Linked DNA regions of Mus musculus: all the other regions are linked to region 2. The links are chromatin contacts, called in public Hi-C and promoter capture Hi-C maps. All regions are on one chromosome and are shown on one strand. Each heading gives the region's core, a stretch centred on a gene start, on an enhancer-like site or on the middle of the called end of the contact. The rest is flanking DNA. Distances are from core to core; before and after follow the strand shown. Region 1 has its middle 22 kb from the start of Gm41879. Region 2 holds the start of E330013P04Rik (RIKEN cDNA E330013P04 gene). Region 3 overlaps Gm46660 (a long non-coding RNA gene). Region 4 has its middle 45 kb from the start of Gm41879.

Region 1 (5,658 bases), core at 210-2,709, 130 kb before region 2:
AGAATGGTCTAGGCCTGTGCACGGCAGAGCAAATGAATGACTGCAGAACTCACTTATTTTCACAGGGGTGGTATTTATTAAGCCTCTTGACTTTAACCTCACTCACAAAACTATTTTCACATGTAGATGTAATTATGAAATTGAGAGACCTTTCAATTTTGCTAAGAACTCTCAAGTTTGAAATTAGCGATAACCTTCTTTAGCCCCAGAGCTAGCCAAGGTGTACAGCTGACTAATGAAATTGGAAGCAGGAGGTTGGCCAGTTCAGTAAGTCAGATCTGCCGATAGCTACATGGCCGGGCCGGGTCAGTTTCCTGAAGAGCCATTTAAACTTAAGGTGACACACATGTTTATACAATTCATTAGTTATTTGATATTCAAGATAAGAAAGACAAAGATGCATCATTGATGCCATACCTGCTAAAATAAAAATAGCAAGAGTAACAGGGGTGGGGGTGGGGGGTCCTGCATCAAAGTTACCCAACACAATCATATCTCCTCAGCACCAATGTGGTAAGAAAATATACCTATCACAGGCCAGTGTGTCTGATTATTTCCCTCAAACAACAGATTTTACAACTTTGACTCCTTACATCCAATATGGCTGAAAAAAAAAAAAAAAAAAAGGATCGTCCTGCCAAGTCTTCAATGAGAACACAGGTCACAGAGACAGTCATGTTGTAGAATTTACCAGATGAATCCCTTTGCGAAGTAAGCAGAAAATGAAGAAAACCCAGATGGAATTTTAGGGTAAAGATAAAGACAGGATAGTGAGAATTCTCAGTATTTTTTTTAACTATTTCTTTTTCCCAAAGAAAACCAAACTAAAGTGTGTCAAAGTGAAGTGTAACGGGCTGTGCACTGTCCTCGGCAGACAGGGTGGCTCTGTCACCTGTTTGGGCCACCGTGAGTTTATTAGACCTCTGTAAAGCAAACCTGATGTGGGTCATGCGGCGGTCAGCTGCTCATCTCTGCTGTTGTCCCAACTGGCCCATCCAGCTACTCTGGGAAGAAGAGAATGGCTTCTTTAAGGAATCAGGCTATTTATAAAATAAATATTAAATCTAATATCTATTATGCTCAAATGATATTGTGGAGAGCTCCAGTGGCTGTATATTTGCTGAGCACCAGCCTCCTAGGAGTATAAATCGCCCCGTACTGAGGAGAAACACAATACAGTTCGCCAGAGACTCGGCTGCAAGGTGTAACTGCTTGTCTACGGGCAAGTAATGACTTGCGTTTTCAGCTGCTTCTTGGTAAGAGCCTTAGTAATTGGAATCAGTTATTCAAAACATCGCTAAATGTGATTTAAATGGCAAGGATTTAATAACAGAGAAAGAAGCCATTAAGGGGGTTCAAGCAGGGGAGAAGGGAATTCCGTTTTTTAGAGCAGAGGGAGAAAAATAAAGCAATTACTTGATGTAAAGGCCAGAAACAGGACTCCTGCTGTCAGGGAGAAATCAAATCTGTCAGCAATTAGTGAGGTCTTAGGAGGTAAAGAACTCTCCAGTGCTGAGCAGTGAATAAGGGGTTAGCAATTATATGAACTGATAAAAGTGTTCTGGTTTCCAAACAGCGGGTTAACAAGCCTTCCTTTTTCATAACTCGATGCAGATGTGACGGTCACACTTCAGGGTGTTTCTCCAGCAAAGTTCTATAGGACGCCCATCCCAAGCAACTCTCCATCTTAAACTGCATTCTCAGTACAAGCCCCAGACCAGGGGTAGGAGATTTGGATAGCAAAGATTTTCCTTCATTAAAAATCATGTCCCTTGAACATACAATTAGAAACAGAGAGTGAAATGGGAGATCTCTATTCCTGTCCATTCTTCCAGGAGGGTTGTGATTAAACAATAACTTCCCATGGTACGAGCTTGTCACTGAATAAGCAACGGGCTTCATTACTGAATGTTGTTAAGAGATATGTTTATCCATTTTCAGCCCACAGGTGACTCTGCTCTTTAAAAGTCTTTGGAATTGACAGATGCCAGGTCAGAACTCATTGTAAGTGAAGCCTGTGGGGAAGAAAGATAATTATTCAGTCATAAAGAGTTAGAGGGCTTGCTGTTTCACAACCAGGCATTTGAAAGGAGGCCATCTGAGCAGCCTCCTCTAGAACTTAGCCTCGCTGACTGTGAGGGTGACTTGTTTATATTTTCTGTGGCTTGTATACTGTTTGAAAGACATACGCCACAAGACCTAGGTAACACTCACAAAGAAATCAATCACCCGGAGCGTGCTACTGATCTCTCAATGGGAGACAATTAGACAAGTCCTTTTCTCTTTATATCCACACCAATAAATCCAGACTAAGACACTAAGGCACTGAGGGCTTCTTCTGCTTTTTGTACTGTATAAAGTAATTATGAGATCATTTAAATTTTTCCACTCAATGTACAGTGAAGGGATTTTCCATTTTGGGCAAAATTCTTCTGACCAAGAGATTCTTGCCTGCCCTCTTTTCTGGAAGATGAGGTCTGCGGAGCTCCTGGTACTGAAATATCTTTGTATCTTTTTTAAAGCTGAGGATCATGTTCATGCCAACAACCCTACATAGTGTCAGAGAGCAAAAACAGATATGAAGGTAGTTGGGAAGAAGGAGGTCAACAGGGGTGGGAGAAGCTTAAGAGAGAAAGAGGGAAAATGAAAACAGTACATCATATGCAATGTTTGTGTCAGTTACCTTGCACATGTGTATGAAGCTGATGAAAATATCTCATGTCATGTCACTGGAAAAGCTAAACTATGATCTTTAAGTGGAGCCTATGAAAGAAAGACACGGTCTTCTGCAAAGCATTGTGAAGAAGCTGAAGTAAGCATGGTACAGCAGCGCACATCTGACTATAATTAAGGCACTGTGGTTCCAAGGCAGGAGGATTCTCAAAGTCCAAAGCCAGCATGATCTGTCTAGCAAGACACTGTCAATAAGTAATTTAAGTAAGTCACAAATAAAAGCTCAAAGAAAAGATGTATGCATTTTGTGATGTCAAGTTCAGCTGTGGCAATGGCACCTCTATTAGCAGTTGGGTCGTGGTAGAATTTAGTAGCCAGAGAAGACTGTATAGAGTGGAAGGCTTAGAATCCTTTAGAAGATTCCCAGGAATAGAGGAGATGCCTATATTCCTTCAGCACACCCTGGCCTCAGATGCAGCCTCCTGAGAAAGAGAAGCCAGGAGTACTTTGCCAAGGCCATGGCCATCATGTGGGCACCAATGAAGCTGAAGCCTAGGGCCCTGGGTCAAGATGGAGAACTACTCTCCTTGAGAACTAGATGGTGCTGGTTCTTGGTGATTAATTTTTCTGGGTGTGAAATTCCGGTTGGGCCCAGGAAAGACCCTAAGAAGACAGCAGCTCTTCATTTTCACAAGGTTTGGGTCTGTCCCTGGGACTGATGCTGCTGTCACAAGAATCAGTGTTACTGGGTGTTGTGCAAGAGCCTACCCTATCACCAAACTAAAGGCCTAAATGATCCCTGTTAGGGCATTGTGTGGATGTTGATATGCCTAGCTGAATCCTAGCAGCATTCTGCCACAGAACCTTTCTCGACAGCACATGGGAAAAGTTGGTGAAGTACTCTTTCTCTGGAGGATTGGATCAGACAGCCTTCAGGCTTTGGTATGAAATGGCTTTCTAAGTCACTTCCAGGTTTGTGGAAGATGGCTTTCCATGCTCAATTTATAGCCTATGTTGGGCACTTACAAGTTAAGACATTCCTTTGCTTAAAGGATGTGACTGAACTCTTAATTTCATGGTTTTCGCCTACTCAAATTGCTAATTAACCAACCTTCCAAATAGACCAGTCTCTGTGGAACAAGAGAATATATTCTGTTGCTGTTAGGCTACATGGCTGGGCTGGGTCTTCTGGTTAGACTTAAAGGCCAGAAGAGCAAGAGGAACAACCAGGCCATACCTGGGCTATATGGACTTTTCAGCAGCCATATCAAGTCACTGGGAGGGCCCACCTTCCTTGAAGCTATTTTAACCTTCATATAATTGGTCACCAACTAATGAAGTCTATGCGCTGAAAGTGGCTATACTTTGAACTATCACTGGCAAGCCAAAGGTAAACATTCAAAGGCCGTGAGTAGCAGGGACTTTACTGAGTTTTATTTTTTTTCTTTCCATTTTTTATTAGGTATTTAGCTCATTTACATTTCCAATGCTATACCAAAAGTCCCCCATACCCACCCACCCCCACTCCCCTACCCGCCCACTCCCCCTTTTTGGCCCTGGCATTCCCCTGTTCTGGGGCATATAAAGTTTGTGTGTCCAATGGGCCTCTCTTTCCAGTGATGGCCGACTAGGCCATCTTTTGATACATATGCAGCTAGAGTCAAGAGCTCCGGGGTACTAGTTAGTTCATAATGTTGATCCACCTATAGGGTTGCAGATCCCTTTAGCTCCTTGGGTACTTTCTCTAGCTCCTCCATTGGGAGCCCTGTAATCCATCCATTAGCTGACTGTGGGCATCCACTTCTGTGTTTGCTAGGCCCCGGCATAGTCTCACAAGAGACAGCTACATCTGGGTCCTTTCGATAAAATCTTGCTAGTGTATGCAATGGTGTCAGCGTTTGGATGCTGATTATGGGGTGGATCCCTGGATAAGGCAGTCTCTACATGGTCCATCCTTTCATCTCAGCTCCAAACTTTGTCTCTGTAACTCCTTCCAAGGGTGTTTTGTTCCCACTTCTAAGGAGGGGCATAGTGTCCACACTTCAGTCTTCATTTTTCTTGAGTTTCATGTGTTTAGGAAATTGTATCTTATATCTTGGGTATCCTAGGTTTTGGGCTAATATCCACTTATCAGTGAGTACATATTGTGTGAGTTCCTTTGTGAATGTGTTACCTCACTCAGGATGATGCCCTCCAGGTCCATCCATTTGGCTAGGAATTTCATAAATTCATTCTTTTTAATAGCTGAGTAGTACTCCATTTTGTAGATGTACCACATTTTCTGTATCCATTCCTCTGTTGAGGGGCATCTGGGTTCTTTCCAGCTTCTGGCTATTATAAATAAGGCTGCTATGAACATAGTGGAGCATGTGTCCTTCTTACCAGTTGGGGCATCTTCTGGATATATGCCCAGGAGAGGTATTGCTGGATCCTCCGGTAGTACTATGTCCAATTTTCTGAGGAACCGCCAGACGGATTTCCAGAGTGGTTGTACAAGCCTGCAATCCCACCAACAATGGAGGAGTGTTCCTCTTTCTCCACATCCTCGCCAGCATCTGCTGTCACCTGAATTTTTGATCTTAGCCATTCTGACTGGTGTGAGGTGGAATCTCAGGGTTGTTTTGATTTGCATTTCCCTGATGATTAAGGATGTTGAACATTTTTTCAGGTGCTTCTCTGCCATTCAGTATTCCTCAGGTGAGAATTCTTTGTTCAGTTCTGAGCCCCATTTTTTAATGGGGTTGTTTGATTTTCTGAAGTCCACCTTCTTGAGTTCTTTATATATGTTGGATATTAGTCCCCTATCTGATTTAGGATAGGTAAAGATCCTTTCCCAATCTGTTGGTGGTCTCTTTGTCTTATTGACGGTGTCTTTTGCCTTGCAGAAACTTTGGAGTTTCATTAGGTCCCATTTGTCAATTCTCGATCTTACAGCACAAGCCATTGCTGTTCTGTTCAGGAATTTTTCCCCTGTGCCCATATCTT
Region 2 (5,974 bases), core at 490-2,989:
AGGGGCCTTGTTGCATAGATATCTGAGAGAGAGAGAGAGAGAGAGAGAGAGAGAGAGAGAGAGAGAGAGAGAGAGAAAGAGAGAAAGAGAGAGAGAGAGAGAGAGAGAGAGAGAGAGAGAGATTTGCCTTCCAAGGTAGTTTTTCTGCTCTCTGTTGCTTAAGCAACTGTCTGCTATAGGAATCCCCAAAGCTGCCAGCTCCCCTGGACTCAGGTCCCCAGCAAGGCCACCCCCCTACCCACTTCTCTCCCATCTGCTTATAATTTAATGCTCTGTGTGTTTTAATCATTTCATTAGGCATGTCCTTATTTTGAAATGCAACTAATTCTTCAGTTCAAACAAACAACCAGTGATCTAAAAATGAGAGCAGTCTTTACTCTGGGCTCCAGGTTGCCTCAGAAGAAATATCACACCTACTTTAAGGAGGGTGAAAGAGAAAAGCTGCCCCTAGTTTGTTTGTTTTAAGCCACTGACTTTCTAGTAAACATATTTCAGAGACTTTTGAGTCATCTTCAGAACTTTCAAAATCAACTTGAAGATGTTTTCTTGAGGATTTTCCCCTCTGAATATTTCTATAAGATCTGTTACTATTAATGTTTATCAGAAGGTGGGTTTAGAAGTGTCATAATTTTATATTTGATGACAACAAACACAAAAGAAAAACAAAAACTGCTTCCACTGTAACTTTGTCTCTTTCAGTATTTTCTGTATAGGAGTTTACATTTACTAAGGCAAAGAGAGTTATCCTTGGCTCTAAGAGGGAAAAAAATTATAAGCTAAGTCCTGAGATTATAGGGGGTTTGTTGTTGCAGTTGTGGTTTGGTTTGGTTTTGCTTTGGTTTTTGTCCCTGACATTCATATTTGTTCTACATCAAGAAATGATGAACTGGCAAGATGGCTGGCTCACTGTAAACACACTTGCCACCAAACCTCAGGACATGATGTCAATCCCCAAGACTTACATGGTGGAAAGAGAAGCAGACTCCTTCAAGTTGCCCTCTGACCTTCACAGTAGGACATGAGCTCACACACGTTCAAATAAATAAATAGAAAAAAAAATTTAAATTCAACTACTGAAGTCCCAGAGCTATGTGTAGGTCTAACATATCTTTGACATTCTGTACAATGTGAAATTGATGGTACCGTTTTTGCTGCTGGTACTTTGGGTTTTTTTGTTTGTTTGTTTGTTTTGTTTTTGTTGTTGTTATTTTGGTTTTTATTTTTCTTCCGGGTAATAGAATGTTCTTTTACCATTTAAGAAGCTTAAGTAACATTCCCACCCAGTAGACACTTAGAAAACTTTTGTTGAAGTTCAGTACTAAATAGGTAGATTTAGTTGCTCCTGTCTGTCTCAATTCCCTTTTCTGACTTAATAAAGATTTAAAATGCCACGTTTACAATCTGACCGGGATATTCTGTGGAGGATTCCCCTACAGTCACCAAACAAATCAAGACCATTTAGGTTTCGTGTAAACACTGAGATGGTGATAATAACCTATTAGAAAAGTAGTTTGGGAAGGATTGTTTTCGGACTTTTTTGGTTCGCTGTGAACAGACCTGATCATTTGCGTTGGTGCCTGACACAAGTGGTTCTCATGCGCCATCTAGTGGCTGCTGTGAAACTGTGCTGTGTCACGGGAAACCCTTTCTGAACAAGCCTTACTGTTGCGAATTCCTGTCCCGGTCGTCGGGCAGCCACTGGACACTTGCCCATCTTTCAGCCTTTAAATTGAGAGGAACCACCGAAGAACGCATGCACAGTGTTTCCCAAAAGCCCTGTATCCTTGGGAGCAACCAAGATGTAATCGGTCAGAGAAATGGTTTCTTCCTGGATCCATGTGAGTTAAACTGTTGTGGGACTGGAGACACTCGCGCCTGCAGAGTTGTGGTGACAAGCAAGGTAAGCCGGGTGACTTTTGTAACCCTTTTTCCCAGCAGAGACTACTCCTGTGTGTAGAAACCACGGCCTGGCAGCGACTTCTCTAACTCATAAAACTTGCTCTAACACACGGGGGAAAAAAGCTTCACTTAATCCAGTATCCTGTGTTGATTCCTGCCTGCGACATCTTAATTCTTACCCACGGGCAGGAGGACTGCTCTCGGCTGTGGACAGTGATGTGGATTTCACAATATTCAATAATCAGACTTTTCATGGGGGCTATTCCAGTCAAATATTGATTTAGTCAGAAAGGAGTGATAGAAATACAGCTCTGTAGGTTTATTCTTGTTAAAAGTCCAAAGTAGAGTGCAGACTTTGAGAGTTCTTCTTGCAGAAAGTATTAGCAAAAAGTAATGTCCAGGCAGCCCCAAGTGATACAAGACAGTTAGCTATGAATTTCACAAACATCATTAAATGTGTGTGGATGTAGTGCAGTACTGGAATGAGAGAAGATAACTAAAATTAAGATAAATAGCTTAGGAACTCACAGCCAGGGAAGCCGTAATTCACAAGTTTTCTAAGCTAGTGTTCTTATTGCCTTTAGGAATAGGAAGCATTGCTTCCAAAGCTGGGTTAACCACTCTTGAAAAGCATAAGGTACAAAGTAATTTACTCTCTTATTTCCAAGATTAAAAACCCTACGATAGTATTGTCCTCGCCCTTAATGCTTTCGGAGAAAACACTCATCCTACAGAAATACACATTTGTCTTCGGAACTCTGATCTCTCTCCTGTGCTGGGACTGGGGTTCACAGCATCTCAAACCCTGTTTCTCAGGCCTTATCTAAGGGTTATCTATTTCCATGGAAACACTGATCGACTTGAGACATCTCCAGTGCTCATATTTAGCAAAGTCTGTGAAGAGTGTCGATGTAGGGTATCCGATTATTACTCAAGTGAAGCCCCTGTGTCAAAAAATTCTAAGAATCATTATCTCCTTTTGAATACTGTTTGAAATTTTTGAATCCACTATCTGGAAACTGAAAGAATAAAAAAAATACTGGCTCATAAAAATAAATAAAAACTGTGGGTTTGTGTTTCTACTGTGGCATGCCTGCTAAAATGTCTACCAAGTGAAATTCAAAGATGTCCGCTTTTCTCAATGTTAAATATTCAATTTCCCAAATGTTGTTCCATGTTAAAATTTAAAGGGAGGGCTGGTTGGTTGATGGCTCAGTGGGTAAAATTGAAAGGAATTTTTTTCTAGATTTTTTTTTTTTTGGCAGTACCATGATTCATCAAAAACCTTGTTTGTACCATGAAAAGAAAGAAAACAAAAACTTGCAATATTCTAACATCTGGCCCATGCTATTTTCTAAGCTTTTTCATACATGCTTTATATACATCAAGTCCTATACCATAGCTCAGCTCACGCAAACCCATTTTCCCATAAACCAATAAAACACCTTAAAATACAGATCTGGAACTAAAAATAAATAACATTAATATCCTATTCCGTCACAGGCCAAGTAGGAATGAGCCGTTCTGCTAAAGCTGTCTTTGGTTGCCGGGATGTTCACTCCAGGCCAGAGGAAATCACTCGGTTCTTTCAGACGCCTTAAGTCTCCCTCCTGTCCACGTTAGAGAGATGTTGCTGAGATAACACAAGACAATCTCAGGGAGGTTCTGTGCTCCGGAGAACATAAAGGGAATGCATTGTTTCTCACAGTCTGGCTGGAAGGGTGTAGCACACGGTAAAATTAAGACCTCCTCCTTCATTGTGCAGCACAGTTGGGCTGTTTGATCTCTAAGTCCTTGGGTAATTGGAGTCTACACAGCATGTGGAATCTGGGTCTGAGCATCTCCCCCTCTTGCCCAAAGCCCTGCCTGGGGGCACGGTTCACCCCCTAGCTGGATTCTGCTTATGTTTGGGGTTCTGCTTTGACATAGGCATTGTTTGCAAGCTGGGAAAATGAGAACATGGTGGAGGCTAGAAAAGGAAGATATACCCGTTTGTTATCAGACACACCGAAGTGAATAGGAACCCAAGTTGAGAATGGCAGCTTCCTGCATGTGGGGAGCGCCCTCCCACATTCCACAGCCTCCCAGATACGGCAGGTTTCTGATTCAAGGCCCCCACACGGGTTTGTTTTTCACACCAGATTTCCATGGACTGCACCTGTCTGCTTCAGGTCATTATGACCTTTCTTATCTATGAGCTCTAAGGTGCCAGCGCTTGGTTTATACTTCATTCATTCAACAAATAACCCAGGCTGTGCTAGGTGCTCTGGGAACTACAAGCCCCTGCAATGAGTCACAGCATGCTTCTGTCTTCAACAAGTAGGAGTAACAGATGGACCCAGGTTGCCCAGGGCTTCTTTAAGAAGCACAGGCTGTAAGGAGACTCCACACACAAGCACGATATACCATAAATTAGAAACTTCACCTTTGAGCCAGGCAAGGCTGCTCCGGTTTGCTCACGCTGCCATTTCCTTTCCCGGGAAACCCTGGGTAGATCCAGGTTCCAGGTGCCTGAAGCCTATGCGATATATCTAGAGACCTGTTTTAAGAATCAGAGGACAAGATTATCAGAGCTAAACACAGGGCCACAGAGGGAGGCCTGCAAGGTAAGAGACTTCAGTAGTAAGCTTTGCTAGCTTCTCTGACAAACCCTCTTCAGAGAAAATAACAGTAATTATCAGTGAAAAGCCATTCACTTTCTCGAACACTCATGCTCAGACACAAGTGGGGTCATTCCCTCCCCCCACCCCCACACACATACTTTACAAATTGAATTGCAAAGAGTTTGGGATGCCTGTCTATGGTTGTCCCATAAGATCCTCTTTTTAGCTTCTCTACACCCAAAACAGTGACAAGTTACTGTGCCTGCCCCGGAGAGTAAAATTAGCGAATGACAATGAACTGGCTGGGGTCTCTATACACTCTGGTGTCTTAAAAGTTAAACCCCTAAGTGGCCTTTGACTTAAGTTGAACTCTGTGGACTCAGACTCTAGGTAGGAGGAATCTCAGAAGCACTGTGTGTGTGTGTGTGTGTGTGTGTGTGTGTGTGTGTGTGTGTGTGTGTGTGTGACACATGTCGGGGAGAGGGGTATTTTAGCAAGTGAGTTTCTCCAGTTTACTTTATATACTTTTTGAATAACAACAAGAGTTCTGACCTGTGATCTATAAGGGACATACCTTGTGTCTATATTTCCTCTGCCAGTGGAAAACAATGACTTCTCCCAAATCTTTGGCAAGTCTGTGAGAACCCATTTTCTTTCTTAGGTTCTTAGCACAGTCTTTGGTGTGTCTGCCTCAGATACACTATGAAAGTCCCTTAGGCCACAGCCCTGTATGGAGTTCACCAGACAGGAAAAATAATAGGTCTCATGTGTGTATTTGGTACTAGCTTAGAAACCCTGCTCTGTGGCCTTGGGTGAGGCACTTAACTTCTCTATGCCTCCATTTCTACATCTGTGAAGTGGGTTGATAGAAGAATCTTCTCAAGGGATGTTGTGAGGAACACTGTAAGTGTTAAATAGCATTGCTCCAGTAACTGTGCACTTCTGTGCAGAAATCCCAGATGGGGGCCATTCCAGTGGTCACTTCCCTTCAGAACCAACAGTGAGTTGTTTTCCAAATCCCCATTTCTTCAACTGTCTCTCATTGGAGTGGTCGTATATACTGGGTCTGTCTGTGGGGCACCAGTTTATCCTAGAAATGGCCCATTAAATAGCACTCTCAGGCTTCCCGGCAATTGCTAATTAAAGTGGCATTAACCCTAATGGGCTGGAAAGCGGGATTCTTGTTTCCCACTGTGGTTTCCAAAGGCTGAGCCCTGGCACCCACATGCCCGTTCTGGGCCACTCAGATCACCCATGCATGGACCCACTTTGGAGTGGGGGGGGGTGGAGCACAGAGGCACTAGTGAGGAGAGAGGAGGGGGTCGGGGTGAGAAGCGCCACAACTTCTAAATCTGCCTGTGTGTGGTTCCTGAGGAACAATAGCAGGCAGGCACAAGTGCCCTACCAGTCAGTCACAGGTGCTGATGAGACTTCACCTAATTGCTTCATTATTTTTTACCACTCCACGGAAC
Region 3 (5,609 bases), core at 413-2,912, 260 kb before region 2:
TCTACATGGGTGATAAGCTATGAACTCAAGCACTTTGCCTACTGGCCCAAAACAACATTTTTTTTTTTAAGAAAACACCACTGCTCCAGTTTGAGACAAAGAACAATGAGGACACAGACAAGTTACTCTAATTGAACAAAAGAATAAATTAGATTATCTGGACCAGAGTCTTGACAAACACTGCTGTATCACCCCAAAAGTGCCTTCCTCCTTTTCAGCACACCGTAATTAATCCCCCAAATACTTAGGTGCTTAGAAAAATTTCTCCCTGAAGCAGCAGAAGTGATTATCATGAATGATAAGTAAATGTGTCAGCATTAGTGCACTAAAGTAAGTCCCATCAATCTACACAGAGACATGCCTCAGGCTGGGTGGACACAGCAGCTGCTCTGAAGAGTGGCCTGGGTGTGTGTCATCCTCTTTTCTCTGCTAACATTACAAGTATATTATGTGTAATCTAATATTTGCCAAGCATCGAAAACTGCTTTTGATTGAATGAATTTACTGAAAAGCTTCATGGATGTAAACAGTCATTGGTGAGAAAAGATTGATTCCTATAATAGGATCCAGCTGTAACTTGCCTTGAGCATGGTCCAAATTCTTTAGGGGAACCTTTGGCTTTTTTTTTCCCCTGCCAGTGTAGTTGAAAATGATATGCTATAGGTCTATTTTTTTTTTTTTTGGTGGGGAAAACTTGTTTAAACACATTCAGAATGCCGCTCCTGTTTTTATTGAAGCTAATCCTCCTGTTTTCCCTTGTTAAGAAAGCTTAAATATAAACACAATCAAATTTGTTCTGTGTGAGCTGGTAAAGCCCACTGCCTGACGATAATAGAAAGTGGACTAAAATAGCTTTCCCTAAACTTATACCAGAGAGGTAGTGCTATTTATTTGTAAGGCAGAATAATGGCACTGCAGACATCAAAGGATTCTGTGCACAATTAAAATTAATAACATTAATTGCAGATGCCTACATTCCATGTTCCCAGGACAGAGACCTAGTGGTACCTACTCCACAGATGGTCTCCTTTCCAGTGAATGGAATAAATAGGGCTTCCTGGGGGCCAATATTGATTGCTTATTATTATGAAAATTTTGCAGCCACATTGAATAACATCCCATTCTTCCCATTCTGGGAGGATCAACTGGTTGGAAGCAAAACTATCTACTTTATTGAAGGTAAAACCAAATTAGTGGGCATTGACACTTCATGCACTAGAAATGGGCTTCTCCATCCTTTTCCCTAAGTTAGAGGGAACTAAACTGGTCTCCACAGTCATCCATAGCTCTAGCCAACTAGAAAAGCCCTCACACAAGTCTTTGCAACTCACAGTGTTGCTTAGGCATCTCAGAATACAGAATGCAGAATGCAGAAACACCTCCCTCAAAGAGGATCAAGTGCTTTAGAGTTAAGGTCCCAGCCTGCCAATCCAGTGAGCTGTACCCACTGAGGCTGGGCAGAGCTAGACTGTCCCCAGAGCTTTCTCTTCTGGAAAACAGAAAGGAAACTGATGGTCTTCTATGGAAATACACAGCCACAGAATTAAGTATCAGAGGAGAGGAATGTGATTTCAAAATCATATCTTACTATCGTATTATTGTGCCTTACTAGAGTTAGAATTTGAAAATTTATTCTTGGTGTAGTAATCAGAGGAAAAACTGAGGGTAAATACCTAACACTGGTATTCATCACACAGCTTAGCGCCAGGTCTCAAGTGTGCCTTCTATGCAAACTGTCATTGTCCAAGTAATTGCTGGCTCATACTTTATATGTCTGCATTTTTGGTCTCTTCACAATCATCTGATGTGCCTTCTTAGTAAATGGTTGCTAGGGAGACTCATTCTCTACTTGGGCAACTATTTAAATTGGGAGACTTCTTGAATGACCTTAATTGGTTAGAGAGAGAAATCCCTGTTGTAATGTGCCTCCTCTTCTGTGTTAGCTTCAGAATCACCCGGATGTGTGGCAAACATTAAACAAACCATCACTTTGATTTGGTGATCCGCACTCACATCAAAGGTACCATCATCAAACACTTACCAGAGGGAGGTGATGAAACCCATTGTGCCTCTGCAGTGCACAAGGTGGACAGTGGGTAGGGTGTCCTGGGGTGTCTGCACAAGGCTCCTTAGAGAGATAAAGGAGGAAAACTCTGGGTGCTGCCGCATGGCAGTTGATAATCAGTGGAGGTCTTGGGTTCAGATCAGTTTTCTCAGCTCAAAACCGAAACTACTAGAATTGGGAAACATGGAAAAACCAGTTTTTATGATTGATGGTTTTGATTTATTTTATTTTGAGGCAGGGTATCATGGCCCTGGAATGGCTTCTCTCTTGTTAAGTAGTTGAGAATGACCTGTGACCTCTGATTCTTTTGCCTCTGCTCTCATGGGCTGCTGATCACCACTACATTGGGTATATGCAATGCTGGGTGTTGAACCCAGGAATTCTTGCATCCTAGGCAAACACTGCCAAGTGAGTTACATCCCCAGTCCCTGAAAAGTACTTTTTAAAAAAATGCAAATGAATACTATAAAACCCTAGACCACTGTATTTTGTAATGTGTTTTAAGGCTATGGGAGAGTCCAGCTGACTTTCCCTTTCTATCAAATCAGGAAACAGATGCAAAAAATTGTTTAGTGATTGAATCAAACTTATGTATGTAGTCCTCTCTGCCTCTCAAACTCTGGAAAATTATGGAGAACATGCAAGATTAAAAGAGGAGTGAGTGTGCTGGCTGGTTTTGTGTGTCAATCTAACACAAGCTGGAATTATCACAGAGAAAGGAGCCTCCCTTGAGGAAATGCCTCCATGAGATCCAGCTGTAAAACATTTTCTCAATTAGTGATCAAGGAGGAAGGGCCCAGGCCATTGTAGGTGGTGCCATCCCTGGGCAGTAGTCCTGGTTCTGTAAGAAAGCAAGCTGAGCAAGCCAGGGGAAGCAATCCAGCAAGCAGCACTCCTCCATAGCCTCTGTATCAGCTCCCACCTCCAAGTTCCTGCCCTATGTGAGTTCCTGTCCTGACTTCCTTTGGTGATGAACAGCAATATGAAAGTGTAAGCTGAATAAACCCTTTCCTCCCTGACTTGCTTCTTGGTCATGATGTAACCATATATACAAACCCTGACTAAGACAAGGAGGTTAGTGGGGATGCCACTTAGTGGCCTGCCCTTTGCACATTGGCCACCTGGAGGAGGGACCATGTTCTGTAATCAGCTGAAGACACAGTTCCTCCCATGCCACTTCTGCATCATGAAGTCAACCAACATTGGATTGAAAATTTTCTTTATCTGTACTGCACGTCTAGATGTTCTTTTTTTCCCTCTCATCATTATTCCCTTCATAATGTAGGACAGCAACCATATATACAACAGTTGCAGCTGACATGGCAAGGATCTGAGGTGATTTGAATGGGCAATGTCTGCAGACTGTGTATGCAAATTGCTATAGTGTTGGATATCAGGGACATAAGCATTGCATATTTTGGGACACAAGGGAAATATGGCATTGATTTCCTAGAGACATTAAGGGATAACTATAGTATGTTACAGAACAAAATTAGATGGACGGGACAATTTCCCTGTGTCTGATAGATTCCTTCTTAATATATTTGAGACTAGAATCACTATTTTCCTGTTCAATGTTCAGTGGGCAAGCCATGATTTCTATCTGGGAAAACCAGGCAAGAGCCAATCCCTACAGGCTTTTGTTTTGTTTTGTTTTGTTTCTGTTTTTGTTTCCTTTCTACTTGATTGAACAGAGAACAAAAATCACACCCTCCATAGTTAACAGTCTGCGTTGTTTGGCAGGGCCTGGGTTAAGGAGAAATGACAGGGTTATGTTTTGGCATTAACTCTCAAGTGAGACTATGAAGAGTCAAAGCAAGGGTGGGAATGAGTGTGGTGGCAAGAGCCACCAATTTGGTATTCAGGCTGTGAGGGGCAAGGAAGATCCACCTATCTGTCAGGGTATCTGTGAAGAGACCAGCGCCTGGAGGAGCAGGCCTTCCTGCTTGCTTCAAAGGCCATCACCCACTCCAGTGACAGCTGAAGACTGGACACCTGGAGACCCACAGGCACCCTCAGAAAAGGGAGGGCAGGCAAGGGCAGAGATAGAAGGAACCTGGGGAAAGAGACCAGACTGAGAGGCCCAACAAGGAAGGAAAAGGCCAGGTGGCACCACTTGGGTTTAATTAGATGGGGGAGGGAAGCTTGAAGCTGAGAGCAGACACACCTGGGGAGTCAAAGATATAGGCCAGGGGCAAAGGTTGAGCAAAACAAGTCACCTGGGACCCCTGATGGAAGCAATCCCTAGAGGAACTTGTGAAGCAGCACAGGGGGATGCAGGGTGGGATTTCTGGCAAAAGAAGGGAAGAAAGGGAAACTGGGAGGAAGGGAGGGAGGGAGGGAGGGAGCTGCAGGTGCTGACAAGAGGTCTCAAGGCCTAGGAAACACTGAAGGGATGAGCCTGTTAACTGGATAGGATATGGGGGTAAATGCCAAGCCAGGTGGGTTGGTAGAAAGGTCTAGCATGCAGCCTAATGAATCTTTCTCTTCTTTTAGATCAGTGGCTCTCAACCTTCCCTAATGTTGTTACCCTTTAACACAGTTCCTCATATTGTGGTGACCCCCAACCATAAGGTTATTTTCATTACTTCTTCATAACTGTAATTTTGCTACTGTTATGAATCATAATGTAAATATCTGGTAAGTGACCCTGGGGTGTTTAACAGGAAGGTTAAGAACCACTGTTTTCGACTGTTTTGCTCGACACTGGATAACCCTGTGTCTCTGTGAAGATCAAATCAGATGTTCTCTTTTCTCGTTTATTTTGAAAATGTTAAAACTTACAGAAGAAGTAAAACAAAAATGCCCTCTATACTCATGAATTCTTTACACCATGATTGCAAACAGGGGCCATTTTGCTTTTGTGTTTCAGCTTCACACTCTTTGTTCTGACCCACTTGAATATCAATTGCATACTTCAGTTTTCAATGATGGGTCATCCAATACACCCTGTTTCTAAGAATGAGGCCACTGAATTCCATAAGTATCAACATACCTTGGGAAATTTTCATTCATTTATTAAGTAGCTCATAGTCAATTTTCAGGTGTCACTTACCAGATATTTACCCTTTAGAATCTGAAAGCCAGAGATGTCTGTGCAATACACTTATGTCTTCATTTAAGTTTACAAATTATTTTGGTTACAAACAGATAGTTAAAATAGTTAATAGCTATCCTGGTACATACTGGTCACTGAACTGGATGCTCAGATTCAAGGCAAGGAAAACAATTTGGTAAGGAAACTGAATTCTAGAAGTTTGCTGTCCAAGTGATAGACAAGATTGCAGAAAACATTCCTGGCCTGGACTCCATGGGTGTTTGTCTGGGAAGCCTGAGAAACAGTACTCTGTCTGTGGTCTTACCATGGCGAGAACATCGGCATGAATCTTGAAGAAGAACCTGAAACAGAACATTCCATACCTTGGCCAGAAGACCCAAGATCTAGATGCCACATTGCTGCAGAGAAGCCAACCCCCTCCTTTTGCTGTCCTCTTTCCTGTTTTTTTTTATTCTGAAATGAGGGTCTTGTGTATCCCAGATTGCC
Region 4 (5,368 bases), core at 2,813-5,312, 150 kb before region 2:
AAACACATTTTGGTGCCACAATTTCAAACAAGCCATCCCTTTTGAACTCTGAAGAAGCCCTGAAGCATTAACACAATAGCATATCAACTTTACATTTCAGATAAACCATGTTCAAGCTATATGGTTTTTTTAAAGGCTGGAAAAAGTCTTAACTTTCCCCATATCTTATCTCCTTTCTCACAGGACTTTCTCCACGGGACTCCAGGAAACTCTCAGTGCTGCAGGCTCTCACCCACTATTCCACTTTTTCTCCCTCCCCCAAAATCTGCCAGGTGCTGGTGGTGACAGGTCTAAATGGCTTGCAAGTTCAGAACTGAGGGTCCAGAGCAAAATTATTTTGACCACATTTGCCTGCCTGTGAGGCTCAGTTAATACCAGCTAGTAACCAAATACTCTACATTCCTAGTTGAAAATTGGTGCCCTTGGCTAAGATCATTCCCCTAAGAACTGTTCCCACCAATGTGATTTTTTTTTGCATGTGTCATCTTGATATATAAATAACAATTAAGATGTGAAAATATCAGTTATGAGATATTTGTTCCTCTTGAGTGGGTGTGTTTAAAACAGCTGCACAGTACTACCTCATTTCTTTGAAAATATAATGGAAAATATCCCAGTTTCAGAAAATTATCTCCTGTGATTCCTGTCTGATTTATTCAGATAAAGATGACCATCTTCATTTATTTTTTTAAGATCGTACAAAATAAACTAAGCTTGATGAAAGACCAAAATAGACAAAATAGTGGCCAAATAGCCTGATAATCACAAAAAAGAACTAGAGAGCATGGACTAAACATTCCATAAACACATACATAATTTATAGTTACATTATAGTGGTCTAAATTTTAAGAAATATACATGCAATGGTTAGGGGTGAAAGGTGCAAATCTCAAGAAGGTAGAAAAGAAAAACATGATTTATTCTGTTTTCCTGACCCTGCTAGCTGCCAGGTGTTCCCCTTTGATCCAGCCCCACTGGCAGTGATTTTCTGAAGTGGTTTCCGACAGTGCCTGACATCATTTATAGTGCTCTTGAACAATCTTGTAATGTGCTAAACTAGACCAAATTAAGTGAGTTAGTGGCCCAAAAAAAGAGTCCAGTGGGCCCAGGGGTGTCATGAGGGTTTTGCTACTTGCTGCCTGTTGTATTTACGGCTCAGTGGGAAGAAATGAAATGTTTAGATTCTCTAAGACCTAGTGTGGTAGATTTGGTAGAAAGCCACAGCAAAGCTGCGATGAAAAGGGATGGAGTCCACAGTCTTGGGCACGTGGACATTTCCACATTGCTCATGTAAAGTAACTCATAAGCTTCTTTTAAAAAGCCATCCAATCATGTATTCATTCATTCCATCACTCACCGAATATCTACTGACTCCCTATAACAGGTGGTTAAATGTGTCACATGGGAAATAAAGATGAGAGATAATCCTAACCTTGTGTTGGAAGAGATTATTATGGCCAATAGCAGAGATGATATGTTGAAATATATGTGCTCAAAGGCAGAATAACGTGTTGACTAGAAAATGATGCTGCACTTAAATTCAAAGGAAGGAGAGATTCCTTCCAGCTGGGGTGATCAAGAATATATTCAATTGCTCAATTATCCATCCATTGGTTTATCACACACAAATAGTCGGGGATTTGGTCAGTCTTTAGTATTTGTAAGGAGATAAGTAAAATACACTCATCCAATCAGCAAATAGTGAGAATTCACTGTACACAAGATAATATCTGGACTCCAGGTTGTTGATGATGAAATTGAGCCCTTCTCATGGAGTTTATATTTCACTAGGGTAGAGCATGCATAAATAAAGATAGACTGATATCATTTCAGATAATTAGTGCTCTAGAGTGAAAGACATTAGTTTAATACCATAGATAATGAATACATAAAAGATTGATTTAGGTTATATGACTAAGGTTCTAAGAAGAGAAATTTAAAACAGGGTGATGTTAGCAACAAAGATCTTGCCTGAGATGGTAGAGTGTGCAGATTTTAAAGACTAAGTAGGCCAACCTAAGTGGCCAAATCTGGGTAACCATAATGGAGGATGGTGGGAGATAAAGTTGACCAAGAACAGTGAACAGGGTGCTCAGGGCCCATTTTTCCATTACAGAGCTAGGACTTGGAAGACTCCAGAAGATTTTTTGTCTGGAATTAATTTAAGACTCATCTTCAGTAGCTCATGAATAGAAGAAATTGGGTTCAATGAGGAGTGATCAGGTTTGGGATAATCAAAGGATGAGACCTGGAATGAGATAGAACCAAAGATGATTTCTATGGTTTCCAGTCTGAAGATCTGAGTGTATCTATACTGACCTATAGCGGAAAGACCTGGAAGAAGTTGGGAATAGAATGTTAGGAAATCTGATTTGAGTATTGTGTGATATCCCTAGAATTGCCATAATGAGTACTTGAGGTTGGTAGATATATATATATCCGTTTTAGAGGCTAGACCTCAGAATTAAGGTGCCAACATGGATACACACCCTGAGTATTGGGAGAAAGAACCCATCCATTCTTCCATGTTCTAGTGAGCTGTGAACATCTCCTGGTTGACCCCTGCCCTCACTTCACCTTCTCCTCTATGCCTGTCTTTGTTTCTGTTTCTTGTGGGGCACTTGCCATTGGAGAGACACCTGCATACACTTAGATTATTATACTTAGAGATCCTTCATTAATGACTTCTGCCAAGAACCCTCCCAAGTTAATTCCCCCCCCCCAAAAAAAATGTGGTGTTCACATATTCTGAATGTTGGAACCTCACTCAATTTGGGGGCCCACACTCAATCTACCTCATGTATGTTAACTGGATCAATCCCGCAAAGAACGAACAGGCTAAGAAAGAGCTGCCTGAGAGGCAGGAAGAAAACTGGAGCATGATTGTGTCCAGTAAGGTAAGAGGACCCAGTCCCTCAAGGCAGAATCTGTGATGGCTACAAATCTATCAGGGTAAGAGTGGGTAGATCCAAGTGGTGACCCTGATGAGTGTTGTATTACCACAGTGATGGGGCCTACAGATTAAGGGATGCAGATTACAGCTAGAGAAGTTTGGGGTTTTTTTGTTTTTTTGTTTTTTGTTTGTTTGCTTGCTTGCTTTTTGTTGTTTTGTTTTTAGAGTCATTACAAGAAAAGACCTCAATGAAGAAGGTACACTATGCAGTTAGAGGATTGGGAAAGAGGCAGCTGAGGCTTGACTGTAGGGGGAACTTAGCCTGGGAGCTAGGAGAGTTGTTGGTAGCTTGTTGTTGTTGTTGGGGGCAGGTAGAAGAAGGGAAGCTAGAACAAAAAGCCACAAATGGGCTTTCCAAAGGGCAGAGATATAAATATAAGTCCAAGCATAACTTGGCTAGTAGGGATATGGATCTGGGACTCATGAGCCAATAGAAAGGGTTCTACAAGTCAGGAGAGCAGATGAAAGGAAGATTCTAGAAGAATATGGAGAATGGGTATGCACTGAATGGGGTAAGAAGAGAGAACCTTCCTAGGTGAGCAATAATGAGGCCATATGTGAGCTTGGCCAGAGGAACTTATAGGTGGAGGATGAAGTTACATAGCAAGAAAGTGACACAGAGAAGACAGGGTTATGAAGGGAGGAGATTTCAAAGGAAAGGGGGGGATGGAAAGGTAAGATGCACTTGCAAAGACCCCTGGGACTGCTGGAGGACTCATGCCAAGAGAGCCACTTCCTGTGACCCTGCATCTATTGCCTTCAATTTGTAGCCTGGAAAAGCATCCTGCACAAAGCTCCTAGGTGAATTCAGGAGAAGAACAACTCAACAGGGAAAAAGAGGTATTCATACCTAAGATGTCAAGAGAATTCTGAAGAGCCAAAGACCTAAAGGAATTGGAAGAGGGCAAGATAACCCTAGACAAGAAGACATCCTCTTTTGTAACTCAAGAGAGCCCAGGGAAATTGTCAGGGGAACCTCATGTCCCCTGGCTGTAGCTGAGAGGTTGTTGCCTTCGTTTTTGTGTTTTCATAACCACATGGAGCATGCATGAGTCTAAGCAGATGAGTCACTCCACTAGATCAGGTCTTGTCCAGGTCACCATGACCTTCAGCATCACTGATGGTCATCTCTCAGCCTTCCTCTTACTCATGTACAGTGTTGGACACTGTTGATCAGTTGTTGTCCTTCAAAATAGTCTTTTCTAGTTGTGTTAGTATCCACATATACCTAATGTAGCTAGAAAAGATATATAGTATAAAAATATATATAATAAATAATATATGTGTGGATATATATACATATGTGTATATATGTGTGTGTGTGTGTATGTGTGTGTGTGTATAAAATGCTCCTCCGAATAATCTGAGCCCCATTTCTTTTTGTTGTTGTTGTTTTGTTTTTGTTTTGTTTTGTTTTTTCCAGGACAGGGTTTCTCTGTATAGCCCTGGCTGTCCTAGAACTCACTTTGCCCATTTCTTATTTTAGCCACCGCTATGAAAAAACATTCAAATGAAGGCTTGCCAACTTTGGGCTTTGTATAAGTTGACCATGACTCATTTCTCTTGCTTCCTATCCTGGGGCAAGAAAGAACTAGATGGCAGCAGAAACCAGATCACAGCAACTCATAAAAAAATCCAGGGATGCAGGGGAGTTCTCATCACTTGGAGCAACCTTTTGTTATCCCAGATGGATCTGATGGCCATGTGCTTATTCCATTTTGGAGGCTTGTTCCATACAGCATGAACCTTTCTTCCTCACTGCTCACAGCCCAAAGAACTGACTCACCACTATGGCTTCTTCCTATTCCTGTTTTGTTCTCCTTATTCCTTTCTGAAACCCATTTGAAAATAAACTGCTCCATATGTGGACCTCTATTTCAAACTTTCCTTAAGAAAAGACCAGGCTAAAAGTCCTGGTTTGGGGGTAGAATTCTAAGCATATCTGTACACACAGCTTCAACAGGCTATGCTACTTCACAGTGGGTCTGACTTCCAGCTGGTTGTAGATGTGCTGGAATCCTTTAGATGCTCAGATGTCAGTTGGTGACTTGAGATTATGTTGTTGGCTCATTCCATAACCTATATTATTATTTTCATCCCTATGAGGTTCAAGGGTATTTTGTTTGTGTCTACATGCCAGAGATTAGCACCACCCCACTTATCACTAGAAATAAGGTATGGTTGAGAAATGATCCTGCTTCCAAATCCTACCCTGGGTTCTGCTTCCTGGAGTCACTGAGGATACCAAGAGTCTTAATCTTAACTCCTCCAAAGAAGAGCCCCAAATGAAGGTCCATACACAGGTAGTTTGGTTTGAATGTAGTTCTCCAAGTAGAGGAGTAAGACAGAAGGACAGAAGACAAAGAAACCAGGATGGATGGATGGTCTCAATAAGATCTTCATATTTCCTAGATA

The links. Promoter capture Hi-C pulls out the DNA fragments that hold promoters and counts their contacts. Hi-C and Micro-C count contacts between places; a contact is called where the count stands out from the background.
Region 1: a promoter capture Hi-C map of second pharyngeal arch cranial neural crest shows a contact between it and region 2, with 6 times the contacts expected there. The contact joins the enhancer-like site here to the promoter of E330013P04Rik in region 2. A contact is called at or near these places in 9 of 39 promoter capture datasets (the 3T3-L1 cell line, HPC-7-derived erythroid cells, cranial neural crest and 5 more), 5 of 484 Hi-C or Micro-C datasets (the N1E-115 cell line, cranial neural crest, embryonic fibroblasts and 1 more) and 1 of 9 other capture datasets (embryonic stem cells).
Region 3: a contact with region 2 is called in a Hi-C map of adipose-derived mesenchymal stem cells, with 4 times the contacts expected there. The contact joins the enhancer-like site here to the promoter of E330013P04Rik in region 2. A contact is called at or near these places in 5 of 39 promoter capture datasets (cranial neural crest, embryonic stem cells, hematopoietic stem and progenitor cells and 2 more), 1 of 15 datasets of contacts at CTCF or cohesin (the NIH/3T3 cell line), 7 of 484 Hi-C or Micro-C datasets (the 3T3-L1 cell line, adipose-derived mesenchymal stem cells, embryonic fibroblasts and 3 more), 5 of 115 datasets of contacts at active chromatin or transcription factors (the NIH/3T3 cell line, embryonic fibroblasts, embryonic forebrain and 2 more) and 1 of 9 other capture datasets (embryonic stem cells).
Region 4: a Hi-C map of uterus shows a contact between it and region 2, with 4 times the contacts expected there. The contact joins the enhancer-like site here to the promoter of E330013P04Rik in region 2. A contact is called at or near these places in 13 of 39 promoter capture datasets (3T3-L1-derived adipocytes, the C10 cell line, the HPC-7 cell line and 7 more), 9 of 484 Hi-C or Micro-C datasets (the G1E-ER4 cell line, cerebral cortex, cranial neural crest and 3 more) and 1 of 9 other capture datasets (embryonic stem cells).

Annotation. Positions count from the first base shown.
Region 1 is chr19:60,014,607-60,020,264 of GRCm38.p6, forward strand. No RefSeq gene overlaps it. Among named protein-coding and RNA genes, the nearest start is that of Gm41879, 22 kb to the right of the region's middle. RefSeq lists an enhancer at 836-2,231. Within about 2 kb of position 1,460, at least 7 of the 459 cell types and tissues checked have an H3K27ac peak or open chromatin away from gene starts, as enhancers often do. A contact at or near this core is called in second pharyngeal arch cranial neural crest, where this site is marked.
Region 2 is chr19:60,142,936-60,148,909 of GRCm38.p6, forward strand. It overlaps E330013P04Rik (RIKEN cDNA E330013P04 gene), which reads left to right and starts at 1,740. Exons shown (of 5, transcript NR_026942.1): 1 at 1,740-1,900.
Region 3 is chr19:59,887,464-59,893,072 of GRCm38.p6, forward strand. Gm46660 (a long non-coding RNA gene) reads right to left here. Exons shown (of 2, transcript XR_001782703.2): 1 at 2,042-5,609. Among named protein-coding and RNA genes, the nearest start is that of Gm46660, 3.0 kb to the right of the region's middle. Within about 2 kb of position 1,663, at least 15 of the 459 cell types and tissues checked have an H3K27ac peak or open chromatin away from gene starts, as enhancers often do. A contact at or near this core is called in the NIH/3T3 cell line, adipose-derived mesenchymal stem cells and embryonic fibroblasts, where this site is marked.
Region 4 is chr19:59,991,174-59,996,541 of GRCm38.p6, forward strand. No RefSeq gene overlaps it. Among named protein-coding and RNA genes, the nearest start is that of Gm41879, 45 kb to the right of the region's middle. Within about 2 kb of position 4,063, at least 4 of the 459 cell types and tissues checked have an H3K27ac peak or open chromatin away from gene starts, as enhancers often do. A contact at or near this core is called in cancer-associated fibroblasts and uterus, where this site is marked.